Regions from separate parts of the Rattus norvegicus genome. Here region 1 is linked to region 2. The links are chromatin contacts, called in public Hi-C maps. All regions are on one chromosome and are shown on one strand. Each heading gives the region's core, a stretch centred on a gene start, on an enhancer-like site or on the middle of the called end of the contact. The rest is flanking DNA. Distances are from core to core; before and after follow the strand shown.

What was found. Hi-C and Micro-C count contacts between places; a contact is called where the count stands out from the background.
Region 1: a Hi-C map of kidney shows a contact between it and region 2, with 2.4 times the contacts expected there. The contact joins two enhancer-like sites. A contact is called at or near these places in 5 of 12 Hi-C or Micro-C datasets (frontal cortex, kidney, liver and 1 more).

What each region holds. Positions count from the first base shown.
Region 1 is chr11:79,918,750-79,924,532 of GRCr8, reverse strand. All of the region lies in intron 5 of Kalrn (kalirin, RhoGEF kinase), which reads right to left. Among named protein-coding and RNA genes, the nearest start is that of Kalrn, 160 kb to the right of the region's middle. Within about 2 kb of position 2,557, at least 22 of the 93 cell types and tissues checked have an H3K27ac peak or open chromatin away from gene starts, as enhancers often do. A contact at or near this core is called in kidney, where this site is marked.
Region 2 is chr11:79,880,469-79,886,007 of GRCr8, reverse strand. It overlaps Kalrn (kalirin, RhoGEF kinase), which reads right to left. Exons shown (of 60, transcript NM_032062.2): 2 at 4,835-4,909. Among named protein-coding and RNA genes, the nearest start is that of Kalrn, 120 kb to the right of the region's middle. Within about 2 kb of position 2,282, at least 23 of the 93 cell types and tissues checked have an H3K27ac peak or open chromatin away from gene starts, as enhancers often do. A contact at or near this core is called in kidney, where this site is marked.

The DNA of each region.
Region 1 (5,783 bases), core at 1,308-3,807, 38 kb before region 2:
AACAGCAAACGGATGGTATTTCGGAACTGTTGAACTATGAAAGGAAAAGGGCTTCAATATTATCCAGTGTGGCAAGTCTCAGGGAAAGGCAGCAAGTGTTTGGAGCGTGGGACTTTATCAAACTGCTGTGGAGATCTGGATGGATCTCCTCAAAAGGTTTCTCTGTATCTCAGCTACCTCCGCTCCCTCTGCCACAGCTACCACAGCCGCACCTGTGGCCACGCCATATTGTCACCCCGCGGAAGATGTTCCTGTTAAGGGGATGCACTGAGCACGACAAATCCAACATGGGAGCAGAAGGCAGATGGTACCGAGTTGTCCCAAGTCTGTTTTGTTGAAATATAAATGGAGGTCAGAGGTTAAAGAGAAGCATAAGGGGCTTGGGGATTTAGCTCAGTGGTAGAGCTCTTGCCTAGCAAGCGCAAGGCCCTGGGTTCGGTCCCCAGCTCCGGAAAAAAGAAAAGAGAAAAAAAAAAGAGAGAGAGAGAGAGAAGCATAAGGTGTCACAATTGGTCACATGCAACCTGGGACAAATGCTAAGTGTCGTTCAGCACACCTCTATTTCTACACTGACATGGCCCCATAAATGTGAAGAGAATTTAACCGTGCAAAAATAAATACACAGCCAGGCGTTTGAAAATCACGGCCACAGAAGAGATGGAGGTCTTGCCTTATTTTGGGCACTTCCAAAGTACATGTTTATATATGAAACAAATAGAACATGTGAGGTAAAGCAAAATAATCTTCTGGTTCCAAAACTAGGAAGTCCTGCTAGGTCACTGCTTGGAAAGTCTGCCAGAATTAGGAATATTCATTTTCTTCTCAGAGGAGCAGTACGCGGACGTAAAACTAGGCTGACTGGGGAGGTCTCAGGACAACCCTCTTTATTCAGAAACAAGTAGCCATGGTTTCCCAATCATTTAGTCAGTTGTATCAGGGATTTTTCTAAGCAAGTTCCCTCTCCATGAAGATGGGAAGAGCAAGGTCCTTTCTCAGATCCAAGGGCAGGAGGTGAAACAATGGCAGTTGTTTCCTGATACTTCTTGTGGGCCAGCTTCTAAGTGGGCATTGTGAAGTGACAATGGCTGCCATCACACAAGACTGAGGCTTCTTATAGTGTGTGGGAGGTAGGCCTTTGATTTAAGATTCCCTTCCAGGTCTCACATGTTAAATATTACCCAAGGCTCTGAGGAAGCAATATCCAGAGAAGAGCCGTCACTGTAAAGCATACACCCTTTTCCCTTCTGTAAGTCATGAACATGGCTACTGACTTTTGATTCTACACACAGCCCACCTCAGGAAGAGGCCCACCCTTCTCTTGGGTTATAGGCTATGGTCATGTGGCATACATTTTCGCCACATGGGACCCACAGTAGCCAGGGCCACATGTGTCTAAAAGCAAAGCTGTATAGAGTACCATAATCTGTGCCAGCATAACAAGTAGCAAGTGGGTCTGTGTTGTTCTGTGAACACAGTGATGTGTGGGTCCATTAGTTACAGACCAGAGGGTGCTGGGCTGAGGCAGAGTGGTTCATCTCTCAGCATCGCAGGCTAGTTAAATCATCTCGGAATTACCCAACACTCCCAGCTTTCTTATTAAGGCCTCTCCATCACTCCTGAGTTCTGATGTTCTCTCCTCCCTGGGAACTCCCAAACACAGCAGTTATGCCCAGGGCAGTTCAGGCCACAGCAGACATTAAATAAGAGTAAAGGGAGGGGGTGTTTAAAGCAGTGGCTCTCATCCTTCCTAAGGCTCCCATCCTGTTATACAGCTCCTCAAGTGGTGACCCCAACCATAAAATTATTTTTGCTGCTACTTCACAAGTGTCATTTTGCCACCGCTATGAACCATAATTTACATATCTGTGTTTTCTGGCAGTCTTAGGTAACCTCCGTGAAAGACTCATTCAACCCCTAGAGGGTCGAGACCCAGAGGTTAAGAACTTCTGATTTAGCTACTGAGCATGCATGGTCATGGCTTCAAAGTGTCTCCTCACATCTATTTCATCAGACTATACCTTACATACGTGCTTTGTCACAGATCAACTAAGCCTCAAATCTGTTTGGACATGCAAAGGAGCAGGTGCTGATATATCTGTTTTGTTTATTGGCTAGTAGGTTACGTGGGGGTGGAAATTCCAGCCTATACATCTTTACCAAAGTAACTCATTCATGCTCAGGACCATTTCTCTGCACTCATAATATTATAAATGGAAAAGGAGAGGGGATGCTTGGTGACACCCATAGGGTAGAACCCTCCCCCTTTTCCTCTAAGACTTTTAATACAGGGGGCTGTCACATGGGTCAGGAAAGGTGGTAGGAGACTGCTTCATTCTCTAAGGAGGGTTGGGGAGTGGAGAGCCGCCAGCCTATTATCCATGCCTCGAGGGCAAGTGGCCACCTCACAAGGCCAGAGGAGAGACTCTGTCCCCACCCCTGTTCCAAAAATAGGAACGGAGTGGTCAGTGAACTTAACCGAGTGCCAAAAGCTTCCCAGATCTGGAGAGGCTTCACTGCCCTGCGCCCGCCCTGCTGGGAGGCTGAGGTACAACCCGTACAGGAACTATTTCCTGTGCCCTTGTTTAGATGTGGATGGGCACACAGCCCTTCCTCCAAACCATCACCCTTCTGACCTCTGTCAAAAAGCACCAAATAAGTCAAAGGCTGAGGCGCTTAGCTCCACGTGGATCTTCTCAGTTCATCTGGACGCAGCTCTAAAGCACTGTTGTTCTCCCGGCTCCACAGCCAGCACGGTTTTTTTGTGGTGGCTGAGTCAAAGTTCGAGCAGTGCCTCATCACCGACTCAAAGTGGCCACCCCTCCCCCACCTCAATTCTGTTTTTAATATTCTCTTTCTCTGACTACCCCTACACAATACACAAATGTGCGTTCATATACATGCACAAGTACACTTCTTTCTCTTTTAAGTGTGATTTGCTGTATGTGTAGGAGTGTTTGGCCCGCGTGTGTACGTATGTGTGTTGGGTGTGTTCGGTGCCCAGAGATCAGAAGAGGATGTTGGATCCGCTGGAAATGAACTGACGAACAGCTATGATTTCTCACGTGGATGCTGGAATCAAACCTGAATCCTCTGAAAGAACAGCTCAGGCTCTTAATCCTTGCTTCCCCTCTCCAGCCCCCTTCTTTCTCTATCTAAGGTGTGTGTATACACCTCAGAAGACAGGTTCGAAACCGACTTCATGGATTTAAGTTCAGTGATAGTGTACTTAAATGGGGGAACACCTTTGTTCCCGCTAATGTCTGGCTGAAACACAGCAACCCTTTCCGTTATGAACACAGAAAACTAACTATCCAGAGTCAATGAAACAGTTTCTTGGCTACCAGCAGCAACGTGAGCATTTCCGTATCACACTAGGTAGGATATGTTCTAAAATGCTATCCATGTTTATTATGTCTCCAAGTCAGGGTGGCTCCCGGGCTTCAAGTAGATCTTGTGTTTGTCACATTAATAAATACATAGTTTTTTTTAGTAAGTTAATAGTGTATTTTATTTGCTTTATGAGCCTATGTAATTTTTTCCCATATTTAAAAATAGTACTGTGATGAGTCCATTGTTTCACCAGAGCAGAGGTCCGTGGAGGAGGAAGAGCTGAGGAGTGTTCATTAGAAGGTGTGACTTGGGGAACAAAAGTGATGACTCAGTGGGTAAGAGCCTTTGCTGCAGAAGGATGAGGTCCCCAGTTCAGGTCCCATGCCTGTGTGAAAAGCCAGATGTGGCCATGTTCATGCCTGTAACCTGAGAGCTACAGGGAGCAGAGACAGGGGATCCTTGAGACTTCCAGGCTAACAGCCTAGTCAGAGAACCTGTCTCAAAGGAAAAGGGAAAGACCATATTGCTAGACACTTGATATTTTCCTCTGGCCTTTGTGTGTATGCACAGGGTTGCACAACCACACACAGGCAAAGGTACATGCACATAGCTGTATCACGTGTGCGCACACGCGCGCACATACACACACACATGTACATGCACACGCACATGCACACGAATACACACAAACAAGAAAGTGGAACTAGAGACCTTATTCAGAATGTCAATGTATTAGCCAACTGACTAACCAGTGGTATTCATTGTTAGCATGGGGAGATCCCTGAGGATAGACAGACAGTAGAGTTGCTGGAGAACTCGGGTAAGCTGTGAAGGCCAACTAAGATACTGACCCTGTTTAACCAGCAGTGCGATCCTGGGCAAGCTGATCTGAGTCCTTTTTACCCAGGAATACTATTATGCAGTTCTTGGGAGTATGCACTGGGAGGCCCTGTGCGGGACAACAAGCACTGGTGAGTCAAAGGGACTGCAGCTGACTCTCCAAGGGCAGCCTCCCCTACCTGAGAACTTCAGAAGCCAATGTGTATTATTTTGTCTTTGAGGTGGACGTTGCTGGTGTTCTGGGAAAGCCTTCCATAGCTTTGAGCTACAGTGATTTCCTGAAGAGTTCTAAAATCCAAAACAAACCTAGGCAGATGTGAGTTCTCTCATCCTGTCCTATCTCCAGCTCCCTGACATAACCACCCAGGAGCATAGGAGATCTCGGGTAGAAAGGTTTCAAACCTCCCCAGCACTTAACTAAGTATCTGTTTCTGGCTTTACCAGGAGCTGGCTCCTGGCCTGACTTCTTGTCACTCAAGGCATGGTGGTACATGGATTCTGTGATCTAGGCAAGACAGGAGGGATCAGTCCCAGTGGCAGAGGACTGGAGAGGGTCAGAGAAACACTTTTGCATGACTCAAGAGAGAACCAAAGTTTACTGTAGAAATGGATATGAATGACTTCCAAACTATATGGATTGATTTTCTTGTGATCATGAAAGATCAAAATATCCATCAAAATTAAAACCAACCACAAGTTTAAATGTGTGTGTGTGTGTGTGTGTGTGTGTGTGTGTGTGTGTGTGTGTGTGTGTGTGTGTGATGTACTATTTAGGGCAGAGTGGTCAAACCTTAAGTGTTGTTCCTAAAGAGCTAAGCTGTCCTTCTTGTCTTTTGATACTTGGTCTCTCATTGCTTATTAGATGAGGCTGTGTAGTCACTCAAATTCAGGGATCTTACCTGTCTGTATGTCCCTGGAGCTGAGACTGCAGCATGTGCCACCCTGCCTGATATTTTATGTAAGTTCTGGAAATCAAGCTCAAGTCTTCAAACTTGGAAGGTAAGCCCTTTTATCTCCCAAGTTCAGGCAGTAATATAGGCTCTTACAAACCTGTGTCAGACACTAAAATGTACAGGGTCCCAAGGGAGGCCACAGTATTACTAAGAACACCATGTATTTAGGTTAAAGTTACACCTAGAAAACTAGTAAGAGGGAAGGAGCTTGTGTCCCTTTTTCTTGAAGGACACTTGGTAGCAACCCTTTTTAAAGCTCCACTTCAGCTTAAAGAGAACGGAGAGAAGATACTTCTTTGTGTTCTCAGCAAAGAGACTCCAGAAGCCTTTATTCTTTCATTTTTCATTCCCATATCTGACTTTTCCATGACAAAGGAAAAGCTTTGAAACTGTACTATTGTGAAAATGGCATCTTCTTTGCAAAAAAAAAAAAGTGCCTGAAAAAGATGTGTTACAGCACGGAGAGCCTGGAGCTTAGAAACAGAAGACTGGCTCCACAGGTCAGCTTTGTGTCCAGACAGACACCATCACATGCCTCACGGGACCGAAGGGCTCCACGGAACAAGCAGGAATCTTTTCTTGAAATACTCACTGAAAGGAAAGTCTACTACGGAAACAATGATGGTTGGTAGCATTACTGCTGTTTTGGCTGGGCAGCTC
Region 2 (5,539 bases), core at 1,033-3,532:
TGTGTATGTGTGTGTTGTATCTGTCTGTCACAACTGCTAACTTTCTCTTTGACCTTCCATGGATAACCATATATCTAGGGCTAGGGGACCCTGAGGAACAGAGACTTGCATGGGCAGAGGGCGAGCAGAGAGAGTGATTGATAAGAGTTACAGAACCACGCACAGCACGAAGTAAGGTTCTGAGTATGTAAGGAGCCTTCAAAGGTGGGAAATTGCCTCTTTTGTCTCCAAAGGTGTCTCTCTTGTGTGGATCAAGAGGCCAGAAAGGGAGGCGGCGTCGAACTTGTCTTTTTCAGAATGGAAAACAAAATCCCAGAGTAAAGAAGAGGAGGAAGTGCAGAGGAAGAGCAGCATTACGCTGGGAAGCCGGGTCAATGGATGGCATGAGGCCTCACAGGGTACAAGACGAAGGACCCAGCACTCAGATGATAGTCTTTCTAAGGCACGTTGCAGAACCCAGGAGGGAGAAGAAAATAAAGTCACGGAGGAGGCTAGCTCAGCCTGCCTCAGAGCAAAATGAGAGACCGACACCACCTGTCAAGGCCAAGGTAGGCTAATGAGGTCAAGGCCACACAACCATTGCCAGTAGAAACCATTCCATAGGAATGGGGACAAAAAGGGCTTCAAAGATAGATGCTGAGAGACAGCGTCTGTCCGGGCCCCATTCTGTGATGGCAGAGTAGATCTGGGGAAGAATGTGCCTAGGAGGAGCAGGGGAGGGTGAGGTCTGCTCTGCTACACCAGGCGATCCCAAGAGGATGGGCCCTCTGCCATCTATCCTGTCAACCAAACATGTCAAAGGCAGGAGAACAAGGCTACAGATGATATATCAGAGGTCAAAATCATGGCTGACCACAGGAGAAACAGACTTAAGACCCTGGTGTCCAGAGGCTGACTATCCACTAAGGCGGATCACTGATAATAACCAACACACTATTGGCCTGAGGAGATCAGCAGAGATGGAGCATGGCACCCCAAGGTTGCTGAACATATGAGAGAGGAAACACGGACATATTACAAGCATCACAGATGCACGTCTTTAATAGAACCAACGACTTGTGCAGCAAGTTCTCGGCCTTTAGCTACCTGTGCAAGGCTTCGGTGGTAGGAGCTACAGGATAAGGATGTGGGGAATGGGAGGGGGTTGTGCCTTCTAGAAATGCCAACCGCTCTCCTTCTGTGTAGACAGGAAAGCAAGGGCTGAGGAAGGAGGAAGGCCCAAAGTGAGAGACGTTGATGTTTCATTGACTAAAAGTAGGGAGGCCTCACACTCTCGGGAGGCAGCAAGCTCCAGTTCGGGCAGCAGATGGATGTGGCGTAGGAGGGAGACAGATCTCAGGAAGCGTACGGAAAGTTGGATTCACATAACAATAGCACAGCTCTCTGCACGGTTTTAACGGATTCACAGGAGTTTTTTTTTTCCCCCCTCAAAGGGAATAAGGTTATTTTGTAGTTGGAAATGCCACGTTAGACTAGAGAAAGTTGGTTATTGTAGGATTTTTACAGAGTTAAATGTTAACATGCTTTGATGGATGGTCCAAGTCGAGGGTGGGAGGACTTTAAGATTCAGCCATCCCCAAACTTCTCTCCTCAGTTTCAAAGATCATCTAAGGAACATACTCTGAAACCCTGAGGCCCAGAGTACAAAAGGTTGTCCCCAGTAGCATCGAGGTATCACCAGAAGGTGGCCAGAGGCAGGGTGTAAGCGTGTGAGGATCCTAGGGATATAGTGGGTCCCATGTAGGAGGGCTAGGCAGAAAGAAGGGATGGGGTGCTGTGAGTGGGAGGCCAGAACCCCGGGGCTGCGAACCATAGAACACAATGGAGCAGGACTAAGACAACAGAGGCACCAAGGGACAGAAACAGCCACTGTCACACACCCACATGCCCGCCTGCAGAAGTGGTTGGGCTGTCCCAGACTATTCCAGATGTCCGTTGTCATGGTAACATGCTTTATTTTACCTGGGCAGAGGCAAGATGCTGGCAGAGGAGGGCGGGTGCAGCAAATGGTCCGTTTCTCTGCCTACCATGCTCCTGGCTTTGCTCTCAGAATGAAATGTGTCTGCCACACTGCATTATTTAACTCAGGATTTCTCTGCTTGATTCTATTTTTGTGTTGTGTTTCCTGACTCGGCGTGTATAGAATAGGGAAATCAGTTTCTGCTTTCTTTCTTGGAATGTAGTCAATCATTATCTCCCAATCACCTTCAGTGTCCTTCCCAGGCACTGAGGGCAATGTTCCCTAAGCTTAGAAGCTCCTGACCGGGCAAGCATAGATGAGTCAGGCTTGGCTCATTCCAGAGTATAGCAGTGAGCGGCACACTGCCAGTTCCTACCTTCCTTATCCCTGACTGCCTTTCTGGCAAACGACCTCCATGAGTTCAATAAGGTCAATGCCCTACCTCTGTCCTAGGCCTGACTTGTCCCCATTCACATCCAATTGACCTACATAGGAAAGCAAGCCACTAACAATGAAACAAGGGTCCCCATATCAGAACATATTATATCTGTCTTCATAGTCCCTGAATGGATGCAGAACAAGATGGTGTCAGAAAAGATAGGCTAGGTCTAAAAGAGCTTCTGGAGGAGGGGGAGTGGAATATAGCTTGTGAAGGAGAGGAGAGGCTCAAGCTGGCAGGTATGAGAAAGATTGGGAAGGAAAACATCTGTCATGAGATTAACAGAGGCATCAGCAGGACATCCAAGGGATAGGAATGACACTGACACCGCCATCTTAACAAAGGGCCATACAACAGAAGGAAGTGGACTGTAAACCTGTTCTAGGGATCAAGACTGTGGGGCCCAAGGCAAATGGATGCACAGAGGCCACCAGGACGTCCCTACGGGGTCTTTTCAGAGTTCAGTAGGCACTGCAAATCCTAGTTTACTTTGTCACATACATGCCTCTGTGCTAGAATCACACCGCAAGGCTGTTCTACTATGCCTCTAAATCTTTAGTGACGAAGGGCTCACCCCATGACACAAACAGGGCAAGGCAGCCTCTGGATCTCAGTTGTTTCAACAGCAACAATTGCGAGAGAATACCAGTCCACCCACTGTTACAGAATACACACAGTATCTTACAAAGGTTCCTGTGTACCTAGCACATGTCTGCCTCACCTCCCATGCCACACAGACTTGCTGTTCTCCCTTCTCTGGTAAGGCAGAGACAGCTCAAATATGGTTTCCCTTCCTACAGAGGACCTCCCCTCCTCTCCTTTCCTTCTGTGGTAGTTGCTGTACATGAGCTGAGCCAGCAGGGCCTATGGAGTGAGTTACCCTACTACGGAAGCAAGCTCACTCACAGCCCATGGCTCCACGGCTAGTCATTCAGACCAAAAAACCTAAGAAACAAAGGCTCTGTCTACAAGGTGTACACCATAGTTACTCTCTGTATAGCTCCTACTGTCAGCACCCAGCCCAGGATCAGGATCTGCCAAGTTCTGACCAAGAAGGAATCCAATTCAGTCACCAAGTGTGTGACATCATGGGAAATATACACTCTACCTAATAAAGCATGTGTGGCTGGGTCCAAGTGAACTGTTTACAAGAAGTGTAGCTGGCCAGAAGGCTGAAGATCCCTAATACCAAATGAGATGTCGAGAGGCCCAGGTGCATAGGATAGGCTGGGAGTGCCATGAGGAATAAATATTTGGGAGTTCACAAAACAAATAAAACAAACCAGGAACAAAACTTGAGAATACAGACACTTTTGTTTCCATTTGCTAAGAAAGCAAACGAGAATCCAAACCAAGCAACAACAACAAAACCAAACAATGCCCACAAACAACAACCACAACAAAACAAACAAACAACAAAACCCCCTCCTGTTTGTGGACCCACTAAGAAACAACATGAAACCCTGGGGAACACGTGAGGTAGATACACTCCTCCTACTGGAACCTCTCAGGGTGCCCCGGTGGCCCCCCCAGAGAGAGCAAGTCAGGCTGCAGGGTTGTGAGCTGTGTCTGGACCTGCCTATTGCTGCAAGTGTCCTCCGGAGTCTCCAGGTAAGGTCAGGGTCCCCTTTCCTCTGCCTGTCACTGGAGGGATGAAGCAGCCACTACGAACCTAACTGCTAACGTGTCTCCTCTCATAAAGGACAGTGAGTGAACACACAGACACATACACGCACACGCAGAAACACAGACACAGACACACAGACACCCACGCACGGACACACACACAGACACAAACAGACACACACACACAGACACAGACACACACACAAACACAAACAGACACACACACAGACATACATACACACAGACACACACACGCAGAAACACAGACATAGACACACAGACACCCATGCACGGACACACACAGACACAAACAGACACACACACAGACACACACACAGACACACACATACACACACAGACATATACACACACAGACACAGACACAGATATACATACACAGACACACATATACACGGACACACACACAAACACAGACACACCACATAGGCACACATACAGACACACACACAGACTACACAGACACACACACAGACACAGACATACATACACATAGACACACACACGGACACACACACAAACACAGACACACCACACAGGCACACATACAGACACAGACACACCACATAGGCACACATACAGACACATACACAGATACACACAGACACAGACATACACACACATAGACACACACATGGACATACACACAGACACAGACATACCACACAGGCACACATACAGACACACACACACAGATACACACAGACTACACAGACACACACACACACACACACACACACACACACAGACACACACCCTTTTTTGGGTCTACTATAAAGATGCATACTCACCAGACACAAAGGCCACTTTCTCCTTTAGGATAGGAAGGACATCAGAAGCTTTCAAACCATCATTCCGAAAAGATCCTGTAGGACAACCAAACAGAAAGAAAATAAAGATGTCAGCTACATATCAGCTAGGCCACAAGACCCCACCTCAGCCTCCCAGATCCATCGTCTAGGCTCATGCAGGTCTGCAGTCCAGCCTAACACAGGGAGAGTCCCCATTGTGATGGAGTTAAAACCTTCTTCTCTTTTCTTGGCCCTTTTCAGGAGAGAACAGTTCACATCACTCCCACTGAGCACAAAACTCCATGCCCCAGTGACAACACAGGCAGCCCTGCGGTGGCTGAGCAACTTCAAAATGGCAGGATGTTTTAAAGCACATTTGGACCTCTAGTGCCTAGCAGTGTCACACACAGATTGCATGGGATACAGTGAGTTAGTTCAGATAAAGTAGTTTACAGAACTCTGAATGACAGCTTCTTGCGGATAAGCTGCTAGATTTCATCCTACAAATGTGAAAATAACCAAGAATCTGTTAGCCAGAGGCCAAGTCGATCATGAGAACCGAAACCCATGCCCGTTCTCACATCACCATCAGGCCTCAATCTCCTAAGAAAGTGCACGTTCTCCGTCTGATTGTTTAAGTCTTGCTTCGTGACTGTAAAGTACTTTCCTGGGTCTAACCAAGTTCCTATCAGAGGGGTGGAGGCA